2 separate regions of the Drosophila melanogaster genome follow, and region 2 is linked to region 1. Evidence: chromatin contacts called from public HiChIP or PLAC-seq data. All regions are on one chromosome and are shown on one strand. Each heading gives the region's core, a stretch centred on a gene start, on an enhancer-like site or on the middle of the called end of the contact. The rest is flanking DNA. Distances are from core to core; before and after follow the strand shown. Region 1 holds the start of Fim (Fimbrin). Region 2 holds the start of ENGase (Endo-beta-N-acetylglucosaminidase).

Region 1 (6,609 bases), core at 277-2,776:
AACTCCATTTGGAATATTAAACCACAATGGATTTGAGATATTTTACTTATAGCTATATCCTTACCAGTTACTCATCTCTAGGTAAAACCTGGCCGATTCCCGGTTCATCTGGTTGTTCATTAGGCTCTGAAACTGGCTGATGAGGTCTTCGTGGTCCGTGGTGCCCATACAGCTGAACTGTTGCAGCAACAGGGAGTCGATATCGAAGTCGTTCGTCGGTAGACACTTGATCGTGGATGCGGATGCGTTAGCGGTTGTTGCGGATGGACTGGGACTCAGATTTGAGTTGGGATTCGCATTCGAATTTGGACTGTTGTTCGGAGCGGAGTGCGGCCCTGGGGGCGCGGGCAGGGGAATGGCCATCATGGGATTTGTGGTTGTTGTTGTATTGGTTGTGAGCCCGAATAACGGTTCACATTGCATCTGTTGTTGCTGCTGCTGCTGGCTGTCCGAATTTGGATTCGGATTCGGATTTAGATTCAGATTCATGTTCATGTTCTGCATCTCGGCGGCGTTTTCGTAGTTCTCCTCCACATCCATCTCGCTCACTGTCTTGATCTCGCTCTGTCTTTCTCTCACAGTTTGTCTCCTTTGTTTGCTTTCTCCCCCTTTCTTTCTGTAATTAATATATCAAATCAAAATCGCAATCAAATGAAAATGCGTTTTACGCTTTTGTTGTTGTTTCAGCACTTGTACACGCACGCACACCGACGCACGCTTGGTTGGAAATACTCGCAAGCACGCGCGCACACACAGATGCAGCAGCTGGTTTTAAAGGGCGACAAAAACAACAACAGCGACGGTCACCATGGCCAAGGGGGCGAGGCGGGGGGCGTTTCGGCTTCCAGCGTCCGCTGGCGTGACCTGTGACCTCAAAGAAAGCCGAAAAGCGATCGCTTCAAAGCGAAGAAATGCGGGAATAAAATAAAAAGGCAACAATACTGGACCCTGCGGTGTGACCAGGCGATTCTATTCTTTTAGACAAAAGAAGAGGAACCGTGGCGAGCCGACCGCGAAATACTACCCGATAGCGGAAAAATACTAAACGTTTATGTTTGTTAACATTGTAATATGATGTGCGTCAAAGAAAGAGATAAAGAAATATCTTTTTCGAATTCACCTCCTAATAAAGAAAAATAACTGAATAAAAAACGTCCCCATAATTCAAATTCCAACGTTCTTCAATTGCTGCTAACTCAACAACGGAAATTCTACGCACATGTAAAATGTAAAAAAAATAAATTTGCGCACATAACTTAGCATAAGCAGCTTTAAGCTTTTTTTAAATTCTCTTCCAAGCTTAAATTAACTATATTTAAACTTGAAGAAAAACAATGTGCTGTCTATTATGACATTAAGAGGTATTTCAATTCTATCGAAAATTTAAGTTCAAATGGAATACTGTGCTCAGTTTTGGAAATATCGCGGTAAGTACCACCGTATTTTTGTAGGTTTTTCAAATTCCAAAACGGGCACACTGTTTTCGCTCCGTTGTCTTCTTTCATTTCTCACAATACAACCTGCAATTTAGTTTTCTGTTTGTTGTTAAACATCTAACAAAAGCGCTTCGCACGCACAGCAAACCGGTCGATTCCGAATTCAGACGTGCTAAATAACGTTTGAAAACAAAATTTGCTCGGTTGACGTTGTAAATAACAACACGGAGGCTTTAAATCTGGCTTCATCTTTTTTTTTTTGGTAAAAACCAGCAACAAACAAAACCAGCAACGAGTGTGTATGGGTGAAAAGTTAAGAAAAAAGTAAAAGAAGTTTAAGAATATTAGCACAGAAACGCACAAATACATAGATACGTATAGGAAAAGGAGCGCGCGGTAAAACAAAAAAGAAGAGGAGCAAAAAGAAGAAAATCGCCGACTGCGAAAACGGCGACAAAGTGAAATTGATTATAAACGGATAATTTATTTAAAATAATTACCAATCAGCGGCGTCAGTTATAAATAATTAAGAAAGTCAAGAAGAAAAGCAGCAGCAGCACACCACACACACATCGGCAGCGAAAATGGCAACACTTAACAAATTCACAAAAACGCTGTCCATTGATGAAAAGGCGGAGATCAAGGAGAAATTCATAGAGGTGAGATGACAAAAAGAGCAGCAAAACGAAATGGTTTTAGCAATGGCAATAGCAACATTCAATCAATAAGAGTCATAGGTGGCAAATTGTTGAAATTCAAATTGAATGACTCACACACACACGCACGCATGAGGCGCAGGAAGAAAACCGTTAAGCGGTGCATGTGGGCGTCGGCGTTGACAATGGGGAGCAGCGACGCTGACGCCAACGCCGGCTGCGCAGCCGACAGCGCGGCTGGCCTTCAACAGTGCAAAGCAACCCCCCATGAAGTGGACTTAAGCGAAGAAGAAGCAGTGGCGGGGGCAGCAGGAGCAGGAGAAGAACAGAGTCGGACTTTGAAAGGGTCTTACCACTCCGATTTTAGTTCATGTTCTTGCTTAGTTTTTAATCGACAAAGAAGCAGAACCAGCAAGAAGTTAATTAAATTGGGAATTGTAAAACTAAAACTTAACTTAATCAGCTGGCACGAATGTTGGACAGGAGAAGAGGAAATCGTACAAGAACAGAGATCAAATTTTGCATTACACTTACGAGAGTAACTTAGTCCTTTAGCCCTTCAAAATCCCCCCTTGATCCGCCACTGGAAAAGACCGTGAAAAGAAGCAAAGACAAGCATCGCTAGCTAACGGTTAATGCGCTGCGCCCGCTGCTGCATATGCCAGTGCGAGGGAGAGGGGCGCGTGCGTGGATGTGGGTGGGAGGGGACAGCAGATGAGCAAACAAGTTTCCCTTTCCCGCATCTCTTATCTCCCGCTCTTCGCACAGTGGAGAGTCGTTATCAAGAGTACGAGAAGCAAGAGGAAAAAATTACTTTAATTTGTACTATAAAGTGAATTTTGTTTTTGATTTCTTTATGTGTATTGTGTATTGTGGTAAATTGGAATGCAAAAGCTGTTGACGAATATTGCACTTATCAAACTGTCTGAGCCATGTACCGTAAAAACGAAACTAGATAAACCAAGCCGACATCCACAGTAGACACATTACTTTGTCTTGTCACCGCCTCGATAAAGTATGCAAATATTTCTTATCGTGCATCGAGAATTTCCTTCGAATGTTTACAGAAGAAAACACTTTTTTGTCTTATTTTTTGGGTGGAGCCCTCTGCAACTGCAAAGCCCAAAACGAAATCATTACGAGTATAAGGGCAGCGCATGCGTGGAGAAACGCAAGTTCAATGCCGCAGTCGGCGTCGCTGCCCATCCCCCATAGTGACTAATGCTAAAAGCAAACTAAAAAATAACACAACAATGTTGACACCAACCAACCAACCATCATCTTTCACTTGACGAACGAATCTTTCTTGCGAATTTCGCGAGAATAATATTTGGGCAAGGCCAGCGGTATAAAGTTAGCGTATAACGTGCATTTATTTCCATACCATGACACCACGTAAAAGTCGCTCTACTGCCACCCCTTTTTTTTGGTGGGGTTCGCAGGGGGCGGAGTGGAATAGCATGAAAACCAGTTTCTGCTTAAACTAAAAATAAATATAAAAATCACAGGCCAGGGCACATATATACAAGCCCCGTCACCGGGAGAGCGTGAAAAACTACGTCTCAGCTCGGTCGCAGCTTCAATTCAGATTCAGATATCTGCTCTCAAACGCAAGACAAGTCGCACAGTGGGTCGCCGGCGGTTGGCCCTACGAAATGAATTCAAAAACCATACATCGGTATTGCCGACAATAGGAGTGCTTATTCGGTTTCATTGAATATCATTCAATCTTGTTATTACTATGTTACATTTATAGTTTTGAGCATTGCTATTCATTATATACATGCATAAGTACTAACACTATTGCAGTGAACTTCGCAATCAAGCAACATTCGATACCTACAATTCGTAGTTTTTGACCCACTGTGCATTCGTCACCTTGGTTCAGGGGGCAACCGGAGTCGAGCAATTTTCGTTCAATTTTATGCACACACTTAATAGTTTACAATTGTTTCTTGCTGATTTTCGCTCGCCCGACTGCTCGAATCCCGCTCTGCATTTGGCATTTGGCTTTTCGCTGAGCTCGTAATTCCCGGCAATTCCGAAACCAAAAAAAGAGGAATATAATAAACGCCCACGCTGCAATTGCTTCGAGTGCAGGCCATAAAATCCATATATGCTGGAAGACATAAAAAAAAAACCATGCTTGATTGCAACTGCCAACGAAAACGGAATGCAGGCAAAAAAAAAAGAATCTAATCTTGTCTTGAAAACCTCTTCGTTAAATATAAAATTTAAAATTAAAAGTATCATCTCATTGATAAATTCGCATTACTAAATAACACCACATTTTATCTCAGTGTACCATTTAAGTCGACTGCCGTCGCACGCGTCTTTGGCCGTTAATCGGTCGAACAATGTGGGTCCATTGTGCTTGGAACTCCAATGGATCCGCGTGGCCAACAGAACGGTTTGCAAGAAGCTGATTCCAAACGAGATCAGGATAAACACTACTGAACCAGGCACAATACATACAATGGGTGGGAGTTGTGTGGGCGGCGAACAATCGCTGCACTGATTGACACTTGAAAGCTGAAATCTGTTTTCGTTGTTCCACTATTGTTGTTGGATGCTGCGATGACTAATACCGTATGCCTCAGATCAAGGGAAAAATTGTAATATCCGAATGAACAATTCCGCGCTCTTTTTATTCACTGAATAAAGGCTGCCTAATTATGATATTGAAATTATGGTAAACACACTTGTTTATCCCACGGGGACTCTATTTGATATTGTTGAAATTGCTGGCGGCAATACAGCGGTTTCCCCTTCCATCTAATCGGTATATGGCGATTTAAATTTAAATTAAATACTTTAATATTTATGTTGCAATCTAAACGCAAAAGCATTATGGTTCAGAGTATTGAGGATCCGGATTCAGGATTATTGCCTATCGCATATGAGTGGCACATTGTTGCCATTTGCTCTTGTCAAGCAGCAAGACAGTGTTGCCACACCCACATACAAAGCGCTGCTTTTGTTTGTCTTTCGTTTTCGTCTCGAGTTTCTGTGTTTCTTTCCCATTCTTCCAGTGTTTTTGTTTCTGTTTCGGTTTCTGCTTCTGCGTGGGAGTGTCAGTGTTAATTGCCGCAAAGCCCCGCATTTTGAGTGCCCCGATGTGAAGGAGATATGCAATGTGTTTTTATGGTTTATCGAGCTTGCATACTTGATAAACAATGACGGTAGAAATTAAAGCGTTTCGATGAATACATTACGCAATTTATAGCAGATTTATGAGTAAGCCGCATTGAGAGTCCAAATCTCTTGGCATTAAACTGCAGTTATGTTCGATTTTACACTTTTCCTATTCCTCGATTTATGGATGCTATTATCTTGAGCGCAAGTGTGTGCCGCCTTTGTTGCATTGCATGTTGCTCTTTTCAAAAGTTGATGGACAGGCACATAATTCATTTGGCTGCGTTTATTAGGTCTTTCGGCTGCTGCTGTTTTTTCTCTCCCGGCGTTTTTTTTTTCCTGCTTTTACTAGGGTGTTCCCATTCACACAAAAAACAACACTTATTATTGTCTTTTCCGAATATGTATATTATTCTTGGGGATGTTGCTGCAGCTTGGCTTTTATCAACATTGTTTGGGGCCCTCTCAAGTGCATTTTGAGTGCAGGCTACTCGGGCACTTAGCGCTAAAAACGCTTTCTTTATTTATTTCGTTTTTAATTTCATTGTCATTTTAATGCACATGCCAAAGAGTTTTGAATACCCGAACATACAACCGGCACACAGTGTCCATCAAAAGTCGTGCCGCACAGTGGGTCGTGATCAAACAGCGATGATATCATTCGATCCGAAGATTGTGTGCTTATAAAGTCCGTGGGACACGTAAGTGTTACGTGATTGGGAAGCAAACAAATCGAATGTTGGGAATTATTTGAGAGCCATTTAAAATGTCGTTTTAAGAATTTGCGTATTAAATCAACACAAATTTGCTCACCAAACTGTGAAAAGACACTTGTGTAAAATGACAGTATTATATCATTTGTTTTGGAAATCCGCATAGTTACACTGTGCATGGCTATCAAGAGTGAAAGTGTTCGTAATGCGTTGATTGCATTTTATGTGCGATAAGTTGCAGCTGCATAAAGACAACCTCTCCCTCACTTTACCACTTTTTCTCTTTCTTATTTGGTAGTCCTTTTTCTCAAGTCGACGCACTGCATTTCCTTTCGTTTTAATACCCTTGCTTGGAGTAATTTAAATGTTACAACTTTTTTGCTATGTGTAGTAACTTACATAAAATAAATAATGTATGTATGGATGTACAAAGAATTATAGTGCAGGAATATCATAATGTACAAAACCTCGAATAGATGACCGATTCTAATGGAATTCTCTCCTTAAGGGTATTCAAATTCCGGATACCATTTTTGGGCGCCTTCCCTCGTTGTTTTCGAGTTGTTTTTTTTTTGCGTGCCAGGTTTGTTGAACTCTGGCCGGTTACCTTTTGGGGGCAGCGTCGGATTGTTTGTCATTTCTTTTTATCAGTTTTTGCCATTTTCGGTT
Region 2 (6,237 bases), core at 2,310-4,809, 120 kb before region 1:
TTTTGACAGTTCATGATAGATTGAATTGCAGAAGCTGTTGATAAATTGGACAGCTGATACAAGGCCAAAGTTTGCTCCTATGGCGAATTGGTTGCAAGAGGCGCTGATACACAGCCATTTTTCATGTAAACACTCGCATTCTAAAACTTTTACTAGCTAACAGCTTGTGTGCGAATTTTAAAGGGGTAACAAGGACCCTTTTTTTTAGGATGCACTGTCCATGAGTACTCACTATAGTCTGGGCATTTTGGCCAGGGGAACAGTCACCTCCACGTTGACCAGCCATCCCTCGAAGCCGAAGTGCTCACAGAGACGGGTTAGAGCCTCCACGGTGCTCTCGACACTCTCTTCGCTGGCCAGAAACTCGTCCAGCCGTGCGGTAGCCTCCACGATGAACGTGCCCACCACCGGAACTCCGTGGCGATGGGCGGCATTCAGCCAACCACAGGGCGGAATGGTCACGTAGTCGTGGCTGAAGTAACAGAAGTAATCCACGGCTGACCAGTGCACGAATCGATAGTCGTCGTACTTCTGGGAGCTGTGAAAGTGCCTGGCAAAACACAAAAAACCATTAAAAAAAACTTTATTTTCGGACCCCTCTGGCTTCCAAGTTTAATGAAACCGCATAGCTTCGCCTGTTTTTGCGGCAGATATTCATTAGTACAACTTCGATTGCATCAAGTGGCTTGAAAATTAGTAAGTTGCAATACATTTGCATTGACCTGACATGGGCTTTTTGTTAGGTAAATTCGTAAAGGGATTGCATCCCAGGTACCCCCTCCTTTTGTTGTTAAACTTCTCAGTTTAAGGACTCACCGATCCTCGAGGTAGTTGCCCATCATGTCGTGGCAGACGAGCAGTTCCCGGCGATTATCCTCGGTCACCTGGCGCCGGGTGCTGCCCACGAAGTCCGCCTGGCGGTCCAGATAGACGGGTGTCGTTCGAACGCTGGTGTCCAGTGGCAGGACGTACTCGCGCCAGTCGATGTTCCGGCTTCGCACCCGAAACTCCAGCAGCTGGCGGTTATCCTTGATAGGCTCCGCCTCCAGTTGGGCTGCAAGGGCGGGGGATATGTAAAGTCCACGTCGTAAAGACATTACTTCTAAGATCTTTGCGCGGATGCGAACCGCTCGAGGGCTCAGTGGACAATGGAGAATGGGACAGCGGTTCGCTACTAGCTAATCTCTAGCTTATGTTTTTATATCTCGAATATTTGTGCCATGAAATGGCAATGGGTTGCCTGAGCCCCACTGGAAAAAAAACAGTTTGCCTAGTTTATAACACTTTGGGTTGTTGAACAGTTCTCTAATTCAAAAACCAGACAAACTAAAACTTGCATGTATTTAAGTACCTTAATAGCGACTTATTTATTGCCTTCAAGGGGTATATGTATTTTATGGAACATTCTTAGCTAATAAATTCTGTAATTCTCCATAATAAAAAGCGTTATACTTTCCATATTCGAATACCCATTAAACGTGAATAAGTGAATTTTATAACCCAATTACCGGCGTTTAGTAGCATTTTTACAACGCTCGTAGAACGAGCTGAATTTCTTTCTTCTGCATTTTCCGCATAAGCACTTAAAGTTTTTCAATTTTCGCATTCGCCACTTGACCCGCTGAATTTGTCACGGTCAAACTAGCGAGCTGGTTATTATTTCCGCCAGATAATTTCAATGGCGATTAAGTGCAGCTGTTATGCAAATTCTTGCTCCAATTAAATAATAGTATCCAGTGTCATGAATAATATAAAAGGTTCAGTTTAGCTGAGATAGTGGGGGAAATTAGATATCTTAACCTAAGAGAGAGTGTGAGAACTCTAAGATACATGCCGTGAGCAATTATCCTGTTATATGCCTCACAATATTAACGAGTAATCTATCTATATTTATACAAATGTATTGCTGCTACTTAAAAGCAAGAGATAGTTGTGGAAATAAGCAATCTTAATGGGATTGTGCAGCAGTTGCTAACCAGAAAGGATTGCCGGTCTATAAATACCCCAGACAGCCATTTAATCATGAGTCGAGGGGTTAGTGTGGGGTTAAGTTAACCCATGCTGGCTGCAGTTGGCGCTTTTCAATTAGCCAACGCCGCCGGGAACGTCAACTGCACTTAATGCGCGGTTAAATAACGGGTGAACGCTTTATTTTCATTACCACGCAGGCAGGAGTTTCCTTTAAAGTTCGCAATTTTCCGGGGGGAAAAGCGAAAACAAATGATTCAGTTATCGCCCTTATCGCTGGCGGTCCAAAAAACTCCCAACTCCCAACTTTTGTGTTGCACGATTTTTGGTACGTGAGCCCTGAAAATGGCATTATATTGGATTGCGATGCGTGGCATAGTATGCCGTTTTTTGGACATGAATTATTCAAGTCGAAAGCCGAGTTAAAGCCACTTCACTAACGGGTTTTCGGTTTGGGCCTGGTCAAAAGCGACCTTCGCACTCATTTCGATTGCAGTTGCAGTTTCTGAATGTGCAGCATGGAAACGGAAGGATGCGCTGCTTCCTGTTGTGTTTGCTGCTGCACTGCGAGAAAATTTAGCCAGTTAGAGGTTTCTTTCAAATGAACCATGGCCACAAGGGCTCATTTCGGTGCGCAGTGCTGTTGTTTTACACCTTGAATTTATTTCTAAGGCTTATGGATGCGGTGCAATTCGTTTTTCTCAGTGTGCTTGGGCGAAACTTTTTGCAACTGCAGCAGATATGGCAGGGAAAAGGACGACAGGCGTGACGTTTTCAAGCAATTTGTGCCTGGGCGTTACTTTAATCTATCACGGATGCCAGGATATGGATTCTGGCCAGGAACAATCCCTGCATACGAAATGATCCAAAAGTCTATTACTATCCTTGGTCAGATAAAAGGGACACGCTTAAAGGATTCATGATGAACAAAGAGTGCTATTGCTTATGTTCGTTCAACTTTAAAGCGAATGATAACTTCGGTAATCTTAGCAAATTTTCTAGTTTTACTGATCTCTAAATCTCTAAAGTACACTATTTATAGAATGACATCTATGTACATACCAAGAAAACGTATTTAACAAACAGAAACATTATCACTACTCAAATTATAGAATGAGTAATAGAGAGCTTTAAAGATAAGGTTGTTATTATGAACTAACAAAAACCCATGTCGCTTACTCTATTCAATTTTTTTTTTACTACTTTAAAAGTAGTAAATAATAGTTGAATATATTTATTTCAATAAAATGAAAGTTCACTTTTCCCTAAAAAACAAATAGTGCAATAGAGACTGATATATGTGTCAGAGAAAGAGATGGACTTACAGCATCTACAGGTGTTCTTGTCTTGGCACTTTTCGCGTTGCACTGTCTCTTTCTCGCATGCTACCTCCTTAAGCTCACCCCCTCCCTCTTCAGTTCTCTTCTTCTTCACGGGAACAACTTCTTCTTCTTCTTCGGTGGTAATGCCGGTGATTTTGTCATTTTCGCTCGCTTTATCATTGTTTTCCATCACTTTGCTGATGCTTGCCAGTTCCTTAGACTCCAAACTATCCATCTTACAATTTCCAACAATTAATTTTGACCTGAAACTCCACAAATAAGCAACAATCAAATCGTCGAAAACTAATATGTTTATTTACTTAAAAACAGCTGACAGCAGTGCTCTTTCTCTTTCTCAGCAGTGATGTAAAACGGGCAGAGCAGTGCTGCAAAACACTACAGCCCGCGCAAATTTGAATGGCACTCAAAACGCGACAAAATATCAACTTCAGCAATGATTTTACTCTAATTTTGTTTTCTCTTCGCTAATTTCAGGTCCTGCTGGCGCCACCGAAAGACCTTGAGAAGCGAAGAGTGCGCCTGCACACATAAATTCCAATTAAACAAGGGCAAAGAAATTGAAGAACAGAAGGAGAAACCCAATAAAATATCCCAACCAGCTGCAATAGCAACAAATAGCCCGTTGAAACTTTGCTGGCCAGCGAGCCAAGTAGCCAAACATAAATAAAGGGCGCGCACATTTATTTATTACTTGACCCGAACTTTTCGCAAAATGCCAGCGGGTCGAGTGGCTGGCAAGGCCGGCTACTCCAATCACTACTACAATGGTGGGTTCTGTATGTGGATTATTCCCCTAACATTGATTTATTGTATGTTATGTTATGTTTTCTCCAGGACGCTCCTATGTGGGCATCAACGAGGAGATCATGTGGGTAAGCATCGGCATGGGCGTGACCATAGTGCTCCTGATCACGATCGCCTTGTGCTACATTGCGCGCGAGAAGTGCCAGAAGAGGCAGCGGGAGTACTACGTGACCGCATAGTTGTTGTACGCGGCCTGCCAAACGACGGAGCAGCAGGGGCATACCCGGGATGAGGTCATGGGCATGGAGGAGGGAGCTGGCAAATCGCAGAGCGCTGTCGGGGTTCCTGAGGCCAGTCCCGGGGGAGTATCACCATCGCCAGCAGGATCACAGGCAGCCGTCACCGTCATGCATTGGTCTGTGGTCGACATCTGTGCCCGCAGCTGGGGCTGACATGCCCACATGGATGTGAAAAACGAAGGAGAGCAGACACCCACGTATGTAAACCACCAGGGCCACCCAGCCGCCAGACCACAGAACCACCAGCCCATTCCACCCAGCACCACCCACCAAAAACCACAATTACTACGGAACCCCATGCGCTTCGCTGCCCAAGGCAGTTGAATGCGTGAAACTATTTTTTTTTTTTTTTGTTGGTCGTCGTCAAATGTCGCGTGCGAAACTCGTTGTAAGCATATTATATTTAGAGAAAGTTACTTTAAAATACAAACATGTTACTGAATTTGCCAAATACGAAATATATTAATATACAATATTAAATATAACGGGCTCTTGTGTTTTGCCAAATTCAACTAAAGATGTTTAAACGATATATTGTGCAATTTGAATTTAGCGCTTATGCTTCTTTTTTTCCTCATCTGGCAGCGCTATGTGCTTTTCTATGGGTAGCACTGGCGCGCTAACAGATGTAACCATACCTTTTCGCTGTGAGTGGCAAACGAAGAAGAAGAGCCACGCACGTTTTATTCAATTCGTTATTATTTACAAAAGTTTCGCGATTCTTCTTTGGTTGCGAGCATCAATTGTGCCAAAATGGTGGAAAATATATCACTGAATGTTACTGTAAAGTCGTCGGCTCGGAAAAATCAACAGGTTAGTGGCTATGTCTATGTTATTCAAGTGGTGTTTATATATTGTATATTTGATTTCAGCAGTCGCCCGCGCTTTCGGTTAAAAAACGTGCACAGAAATCCCAGGATTTCGACTTTCAATTCAATGTGGACAAGCCCAAAGTCAAGGCAATCGTTGTGCGAAGAAGGGCGCCTCCTTCGAAAGTTGAACCTACAAATTCATCAGTTCCCAATACCACGAAATCGCCGACGCCTTCAGTTTCCTCCAGCAAATCCGCAATTTCCACTCTTTCAGCATCCCCCAAAGCAAATGCATCCAACGATGATCTTATGTTCAATGTTAGCCCAACGAAACCACCTGTTAAGAGCGTTTTAGGCGACGATTTCATGCTAAATGTGACCACAAAGCCGGTGGTTGCCCAGAAAGCCAAGCCAAAAATCACACGAGCCGAAAGATTGGGCAAGAAACAGAGGCAGGGCAAGCCACTGACGAAGCTCAGCGAAGAGCAGATCACGCGGGCGCTGAAGAGCAACAAAAAGCCAAAAAATCCAAATCAATTACCCACGCCCGGTGACCTTTTCCGCGCTCAACTGGAGGAGGAGAGGCGGCAAAAGCGTCGTGAAGAGGGAGGAGGGGATCAGGAAGCCAGCGCCGATGAGGAGGATGCGAAGAACAACTCAGGAGGGGGATCTCCGAGGGTAAAACCGAGTTCAGCCGTTAAGGAGTCCAAAAAGTCATCAGATATTGAGGATTCCGGCGAATCCGGCGAAGAATCTGCAACATCCGATGAGGAACCAGATGAATCCAGTGCACAATCTCCTGGACAAGAAAAGGAACCCAAACAAACCGCGAAGAAACCACCGAAAGCCGAGGAAACCTCGTCCACAAACCGTTTTCGCACCAAGAAGATCGGCCTCTTCGACCAAAGCGACGTGGAGGCACTCAAGCAACTGGGCCAAAGAGCGGTGAAGCCCGTCAAGGAGACCATCTTTACAGGCTCTAAAATATCCACGTTGGGACTGCATCCTCATGCTGTAAAGAACTTGGAGGATCTGCTTAGCATTCGAGAGCTAACTAGCGTGCAGCAGAAG

What was found. HiChIP or PLAC-seq counts read pairs in DNA pulled down with a chosen protein or histone mark.
Region 2: an H3K27ac HiChIP or PLAC-seq map of the Kc167 cell line shows a contact between it and region 1, with 8 times the contacts expected there. The contact joins the promoter of ENGase here to the promoter of Fim in region 1. A contact is called at or near these places in 50 of 107 Hi-C or Micro-C datasets (the D17-c3 cell line, the Kc167 cell line, the ML-DmBG3-c2 cell line and 21 more) and 3 of 6 datasets of contacts at active chromatin or transcription factors (all in the Kc167 cell line).

The regions. Positions count from the first base shown.
Region 1 is chrX:17,296,846-17,303,454 of dm6, reverse strand. It overlaps Fim (Fimbrin), which reads left to right and starts at 1,526. Exons shown (of 5, transcript NM_078661.4): 1 at 1,526-2,095. The coding sequence starts at 2,021. CG5445 reads right to left here. Exons shown (of 5, transcript NM_001298442.1): 3 at 65-616. The coding sequence starts at 540.
Region 2 is chrX:17,420,913-17,427,149 of dm6, reverse strand. ENGase (Endo-beta-N-acetylglucosaminidase) reads right to left here and starts at 3,559. Exons shown (of 4, transcript NM_132987.2): 1 at 3,294-3,559; 2 at 817-1,054; 3 at 233-550. The coding sequence starts at 3,525. CG12994 reads left to right here. Exons shown (of 3, transcript NM_144231.2): 2 at 3,786-4,078; 3 at 4,146-4,830. The coding sequence starts at 4,024. The coding sequence ends at 4,294. CG46464 reads left to right here. Exons shown (of 3, transcript NM_001382168.1): 2 at 3,786-4,078; 3 at 4,146-4,830. The coding sequence starts at 4,352. The coding sequence ends at 4,507. It overlaps CG8611, which reads left to right and starts at 5,005. Exons shown (of 5, transcript NM_176749.2): 1 at 5,005-5,167; 2 at 5,227-6,237. The coding sequence starts at 5,108.